Regions from separate parts of the Mus musculus genome. Here region 2 is linked to region 1. A link is a contact called in public Hi-C data. All regions are on one chromosome and are shown on one strand. The core of a region is the stretch at or near the end of the contact, and the rest is flanking DNA. Distances in the headings are between cores, read along the strand shown. Region 1 overlaps Stum (mechanosensory transduction mediator). Region 2 overlaps Tmem63a (transmembrane protein 63a).

Region 1 (3,480 bases), core at 819-3,318:
AGTAGAGGATGTGGAGGTCATCTTGGACAGTGGTATTGTGAAGAGGTCATCTAAGTGGTGAGCAAGGGACTTAGAGTCTTCTTCATCTTTCTTCCTGTTAGTTTCTGAGAGCTGAATGCTCACAGAGGCAGTGTATACTTCCACTCAGAGTATGACCCAGCCTCAATCCCACGATGCACCAGGACACAATGAATCCCAACCAGAGTGGTCCTGTGCATCCCATCAGAGTGACTACAGTCTTGTTACAGCAATGCCCTTCCATTTAACTATCTACAGTATAGAAATCAGGCCAGTCCGTCATTTCCCCCAACCTTGCCAAAGCCAAGAGTCTAGAGAGTCCAAGCCCAGTCAAGCACAGCCCCACTGGGAGAGCCCAGACTCTTCCTGGCAAAAACAAACACTAGTTCGGTATGCCACAACCCCCCAAGGGAGACTAAAGAAATGACTCCACTAAAGTTAAGTCTGGGACCCAGTGAGTCTATGGAGCATTGGTGACTCTTGGTAAGCTATGTCACTGAGAAGCCCCCACCCCAGTGTGGGGACAACTCAAAGCCACAAAACTGCTGTCCTCACCCTGGCCAGTCACCCCTCCTCAACTCCGTCCACTGTGCACACCGGTTGCCCTCTCCTGGGGTCTGTGGGATCAGAATTCCCACTGCATCCCCCTATCCAGAGCTACTGCAGCCCCCCGGCTCCGGATTGGTCTGCTGGTGTGGGGGAGGGGCAGAGACCTCTTCCTGACGCTTTTCTGCGACTCTGGCAGGATTTTTATTTCTGAACGAGTACACTGCCTGCCCCAGCCCAGGAGCCAGCAAGGAGTAGAGGAGGGGGCAAGTTTTAAGCAGAGACAAATGACGTTGGGGCTTGTGAGAATCCCGCGATTTCCTGTGGAGTAGTCGCGGGCTCTTCCCGGGCTGGCTCCCTTGCACCCGGGAGCTCTTTTGTTTTGGAAGATGCTGGCAGCATCACTGTATTAAGAGCAGGCCGCGTTGTGTTGTGGATTACTGTTTTGGTGTTGCCGTTGGCTTTTGTCTGTTAAATTAACTGCTGTACATTTTCTTGTTCTCTGACGACATCGGGGGCTTACTTTTCTCACTCCTTCTCACAGGGACCCCATATGCCCAAGTCCAAGCACAGGTGGGGGGTGGAGGGCGGGTGGGGGGTGGAGGGCGGGCGGGTGGGGGCCCGGGGGTACGGAGGCATTGCCAGCCCATTCTAAAGATTACAAGTGTTCTTGGAGACTGCTCGGACTATCTCAGCCCTTGGAAAGATTCTAGACTTTCCTGGCTTAAACTGAAGCATGGGGCCCAGGTTTGACTTTTGCTTAATTTTCTCAGTGTCCCCAGGCTTGAGTCCCCACCCTTGTTTTGGGGTCCACAGAGCCCCGCAGGGGTAGTGCAGGGCTCCCGCTTCTCCTCCAGCCTTCTGCCAGCTTTGAAGACCTTCCTTCCAGCAATGCTACTGTACACGTGGTGAGGAACGCCACCCGCAACAAAGCTCGTGTACATATCTCCGTGTACATACGGAGTGTACATACATACATACATAATACAGTGTACATACATATAGTGCCCCGTGTTATAAAGATAACAGAGCATGGCATTTCTTTGGCATTCCAATTTTTTTTAACCCTTGGAAATATGGTTTTGGCAATCTTTTATTCTTCTTTTTCCTCTTTTCTATTTAATAAACATCCATGTGACCTTCCTGGTAGCTTCTTGAATTCCTGTGTCTTCCATTTCTGTAATCAGATCTCCAGCTGCCCTGAATGCTTTCGTCTCTCTCTCTCTCTCTCTCTCTCTCTCTCTCTCTCTCCCTACAACCTCACCTGCTGGTCTTTCCATTTGGATGGCCATCTTCCCCTTTCCTTGGGGACCAATCCAACATTTTCTCCGCTCACTGGGTCCCCTGTAGCCAAGGATGTAGACTCTGAACGAAGCACCAGGCCCCGAGGGTGCACAGTGCCCGTTTCCTTCCTGGGAGGTTGGACTGGCTGGCAAAGGAAATGTGTGTGAGATAGATGTTGAAATGATGCTAACCACAAATGAGCACGGGGTATGAGTAGTCAGAACTTAGAGCTGACGGTTGCCACCACGAGGGGATCTTCTGAAATGCAGCGGGGGTGGCAAGGTGCAGTCTACAGCCCAGCCAACATCTTTATTAGCTGATGCGCGGAGACCTGGGGAACCTAACAAATTTACCGATGAAGGGAAAGAAATAGATTACAGATAAACACAGGAGAACGCACAAAACTGTTGTAAAATTTGATAAAATAGACTTCGAACAAAACAACAATCCATCGGGGGAACATTATGATTCTAAATGTATGTGCCCTGAATACAGGTACACACAATCTCATAAAACGCATGCTATTTAGATGGAAAGTCACAGATTAACCTTAGCATGATAGTACTGGGTGACTTCAGTACCACACTCTTACCAATAGGTCATCCCCTCACCACAAAATATACAGAAACATTCAAATTAAATGACATTGTACACCACATGGTCTTAACAGACATCTATAGAGCACTTCATTCAAATGCTGTATAGTACTTACTCGTCTCAGCAGCCCATGGGACATCCTCTCGTACAAGGATACAACATTAAAATAATTTCCATATCCTGGATGAGTACAAGACTGTAAGGCTACAAATCAACAGCCAGAGAAACGCCAGAACACATACCAATTCGTGACGAATCTAGAAAGTTCTGGATAGGCAGAAAAAAAAATCTAACAAGATGGAACCCTTGTGGGTTATGGAAAGATCAGTGCCTGGGGGATAATTAGCCTCTGGGCTTCCCTGTACCCATGGAATATTCTAGAGCAGTGGCTCTCATATGGTGCCTCATGTTAGGGTGACTCTCAACCATAAAATTAATTTCATTGCTGGTTACTTCATAACTGTAATTTTGCTACTGTTATAAATAGTAATATAGGGCTGGTGAGATGGCTCAGCAGGTAAGAGCACCTGACTGCTCTTCCAAAGGTCCTGAGTTCAAATCCCAGCAACCACATGGTGGCTCACAACCATCCGTAATGAGATCTGACTCCCTCTTCTGGTGTGTCTACAGTGTACTTACATATAATAAATAAATACATCTTATAAAAAAAGGTTTTAAAAAAATAAATAGTAATATAAATATCTGATTTTTTTCTGGTGGTTTTAGGTGACCCCTGTGAAAGGGTCACTTGGCCCCCCCAAAGGGGTTGAGACCCACAGGTTGAAAATCACTCTCCTAGGGCATCTCAGGGTTCATGAGCATCAGGTGGGTAGAAAGAATACATCATCTCCTGTCATTGGTTCAGGAGCAGCTGGCTGAAAGACAGAGAGAGATGTGCCTGCAATTTTATCACCAGTGCTGGGGTGATCAGGGACCAGCACTTAGCTCCTCATATGCCAAGGGAAACGTCCAGCCTCTTCCTGTCTATCAGAACAACCCACAGCTCGTGTTAGCTTTCCCATAGCTGGGGGACTA
Region 2 (3,819 bases), core at 201-2,700, 540 kb before region 1:
CTTCCGCCTCACCCGACTCCACTTAGGCTACATCTCCCCACTCGCCTCATACCCACGAAGAATCTCTGGCTTGCTCCCTTCTTTAAGACCACCCTGTAGGTCATTACGCTACTAATAAAGCTATCCCAGGGCACAGCTCATCTCAACACCTGTCTATGAAACCTACAGCGTCCTTTCTAAAATTTACCTAACACACTATACACCTGTGTTAAGCAGTGTGGCCTTGGTGACAAATGATTTTACCTCTAAGCACAGCTGGACCAAGCACTATCCTCTACTCTGACAAGCCACCTGGCTCTCCCCCCAGAGGTCAGCTCACACTTCTGCCCTTGTGCTTTGGTGCCCATTGGGCCCTCTGAATCAATCCAGACTGGCAAACAGTCACTGGCCAGGGCCACCCTGTGCCAAGCAGCCCCCAGAGTAGTGATGGCACCATCCAGACACCCACAAAGTTCAGACCTGTGGGAGAAAAGGCAGTGTGACTGGCTGGCTGGCTGGCTCAAGTAGCCAAGGGCCACCAGACCCTTGAAAAGAGGAATCGGGAGACCCTGCCTGGTCCATTGTTGTAAGGGGGCTGGAATGGAGGCAGGCCCAAATAGTTGGTCTGCCACAAGCCTGCTATGGCCCACACCTTTACCCAACCGTGGACTGCTAAGTCCCACCTTCCTTCTTGCTACCTTCCTTCTCATCTCAGCCTGCCCCCTAGGGCCCAACCCCAGGTCCCACTTTGGAAAAAGAGTGAGCTGCCCAAAACCGAAGAAATGGAGGGGCACCCTGTTCTCTCCGTGCCTGCCACTCTGACCTCTCATAATTCCAAGTTGCCCTTGACACTGCCCCTGCTATCTTGGACAGAGCAGACTTATCAGGTAGAGGCTGGAAGAATCCTGCACAGACGTGGAAAATCTGTACATAAACCCGGAAGAAGCATGAGAGGCAGGGTCTCACCACCAGCCCAGTGGGTACTTTATTAATGGTTCTCATGTCCCCACCTGCTGTGGGGTTACCCAGTCACAGCCCAGATTCAGGCAACATGATACAAAAACCCGGAAACACAGCAGGAGGCAGCTACAAACCAGTGGGCATGAGCCTGCTGCCCTGCTGCCATCAACAAGAACAAGGTATTCCCCGGTCCCTACAGCTAATCCATGGATCCCTGAAAAGGGACTGCAGGCAGGACAGTACTGTAGGGCCCCACATGGCCTCCATCTCAGACCCAACTGATGCGCTATTCATCAGCTTGCAGAAGGCTAAGCAGTGTTCCAGGGCTCAGAGGGACTAAGTCTTTCCTGGACGCATCTCCCCATCAACCAGAAGTCCCCAAATATGATCTCCCTAAAGGCAAAAGCCCAACACATGATCTTGGCCACAAACCACTAGGGACATACACCATGCTCACTACAGAGAGCATCCTGAGCAGTGTATGGGGGAATAAAAGTGCATATCCTCAGATGACCACAAGAGGGAGCTGTAAATGTTCCCCACACTGGGACCAGAAAAGAAACCTTACAGATGGCTCCCAGGGACAGCAGCCCCACCGGATGGATACCCTCAGCCCGGTTACCCAGAGCCCCACGACCCGCTGGTTTCCTCTTCTCACAATACGGGGGTTTTAAGCAGCAAAACCCTCAAGAGCCTGTCTGGGGCTCTAGCCCCTTGTGTCCCTCGGTATTCCTAGATGCTCCCAGCCTGCCAGACCAGCTTGTCCACTCTCAGGATTCCTGGTAGGCATAAGCCGCAGTGCCACTAGGATCTTGAGCCACGGGCTGCCCAGGAAGAGTCCCACTGATGTTACGGATGGCACCGTAGGTCTGCTGCTGCTGTGGGGATAACGCTGTCCTCTCTGAGGCCAAACCGTTCAGAATCCGAGGCACATAGGGCTGTCGGCAAAGGCAAAGAGTTAGATCTTGGATGGTGGCAAGCCTGACATCTCACATCCTGGTCATGCCCCACTACCCCTCTTTCTCCCAACGGGAGGACACATATCAAGAAATAGCATTCTCATGGGACATCTGGACCCAAAACAAGTCAACTTCTTTATTAGTACACTTCTCAGAAGCCAGAGCAAAATGGGAAGCCGTCTACAGCCCAGCTCTCATGACCATATGAAGAAATGAAGAGTGGCTTCCTCCAGTTCTCAGAGGAAGCACTCCTTCCTGGTACTGTATTCTGGGTGACTGTCTGTTTATTTGGGAACTGTCTGTCTGCCTGTCTGTCTATAGTATGTGTCTGTCAGCTATGCATCCCTCCCGGGCCCAGGGTGGAAATGAAGGTTCTAAGCTTCCTCATTGCTTGCTCTCCTTGCTGGCTGGCAGGGCCTGGGCCATGGCTGCCTCTGGGTAACTACACTCCTGAACACCTACTTATGGGGGGCTTGAGTCTTTTTGTTGTTGTTGTTTGTTTGTTTGTTTTTAAAATGTAACCCTGACTGTCCTGAAACTTGATCCTTAGACCAGGCTGGCCTCAAACTCAGAGATCCACTTGCCTCTACCTCATAAGTACTGGCATTAAAGGCGTGCTCCGGCACTCCCCAGCTTTGAAGAGTCTTTTCCCTAGGGAGGTAGCGGCTGGAAGGCCTGAGGCTGAGGAGGCCAGTCAGAGTCCTACCCTCACTTCTGTTAGGATGAGCAGAAGTTACCACTCTACCATCTGGGGCTCAAGAGCCACACCCTACCCTGAGGGAGCATCCTGGAGGATAGAGTCAGGGAAAGCCAGGAAGAAGACGGGCCTTTCCAGCCTGGCAGAACTGTTCCAGCACATTCTTATGGCTTCTCTGGGTGGGAATCATGCAACCAGCATGACAAACAGTAACCACCATGGGGACGGAAACACAGATAGCAGCTTACTGTGAATGGCGGGGGCACGTGGGCCTCGGCTTCGCTTCCTTTGTCACTAGCTGATTCTTCTGTCTGTGGACAACAGCAGATACAATGACGAACAGAGCCAGTCTCTCCGAACTAAGGTCCCCCAAACAAACAGACCAGTAACCCAGCAGAATAATAGGAGCAGCCGGCACCAGGCTCCCAATGCAGCCCAACTGAGACACGGGGCGGGGGGGGGGGGGGGCTGGAATAGGGGAGGGAGGGAAGGGAGGGAGGAAGCCACAACACACCCCACTCCCAAAGCTGGGGGCAACTGGTACTCCATTCACACACACGGGGATGGGGAAAAAGAGAGCTGCGCTGTCCAGCCTGAGGCGTGTCGGACCATCCGGTACCTTGTAGTTCCATGGGCTGAGGTGCTTGAAGCATCCAAAGCAGGTGTACAGCAGGCAGGCCAGGATGGTGAGCAGAACAACCAGGAAGGTGAAGAGCGTGGCCGGGGCCGTCAGACCTGGGAACATACGCGCAGTCTTGAGGGAGGCTGGCGCTTCCTGTTATGCTTGCTCTGGTGAGGAAGGGGCCAGGCCTGGTGTCCAGACTGTGGGTGACTTCCCCACAGCCCCCAGTCCTGCTCCTCATTCCAACTGCCAGAATAGTATCCTCACAGCTCAGAGCACACAACACAGGGTATATGGCCCACATGATGGCTAGACCCATCCCTGACTGGGTTTGAGACACTGGGATACCACGTAAGGAGCCCTTGACAGTGAGCTAGCTAGGACAGTTCCTGCCAGCCTCCAGAGCCTAAGGCTAGTCGGGATGGGAGTTCTCTGGGGCTGACTGTACAGTTTCATATCCTCTGGCTCAGAACTGACCCAGCAGCCCTCTCCTCCATGGGGATTTCCGGGGCTCTGTCACACCTGACCTAGCTCAGTAGCCCGGTTGTCAACACCACACCAAGCAGCCCTCACCTTGTTCTACCACACTGACACTGGGACAT

Evidence for each region. A called contact is a pair of places that touch in the nucleus more often than the background predicts.
Region 2: a contact with region 1 is called in a Hi-C map of pro-B cells, with 3 times the contacts expected there. The contact joins two enhancer-like sites.

Annotation. Positions count from the first base shown.
Region 1 is chr1:180,430,614-180,434,093 of GRCm38.p6, reverse strand. Stum (mechanosensory transduction mediator) reads left to right here. Exons shown (of 4, transcript NM_001081227.2): 4 at 1-1,721. Among named protein-coding and RNA genes, the nearest start is that of Gm39712, 24 kb to the right of the region's middle. Within about 2 kb of position 2,068, at least 122 of the 459 cell types and tissues checked have an H3K27ac peak or open chromatin away from gene starts, as enhancers often do. A contact at or near this core is called in pro-B cells, where this site is marked.
Region 2 is chr1:180,972,227-180,976,045 of GRCm38.p6, reverse strand. Tmem63a (transmembrane protein 63a) reads right to left here. Exons shown (of 23, transcript NM_144794.2): 21 at 3,215-3,330; 22 at 2,844-2,906; 23 at 942-1,877. The coding sequence ends at 1,710. Among named protein-coding and RNA genes, the nearest start is that of Tmem63a, 32 kb to the right of the region's middle. Within about 2 kb of position 1,450, at least 50 of the 459 cell types and tissues checked have an H3K27ac peak or open chromatin away from gene starts, as enhancers often do. A contact at or near this core is called in pro-B cells, where this site is marked.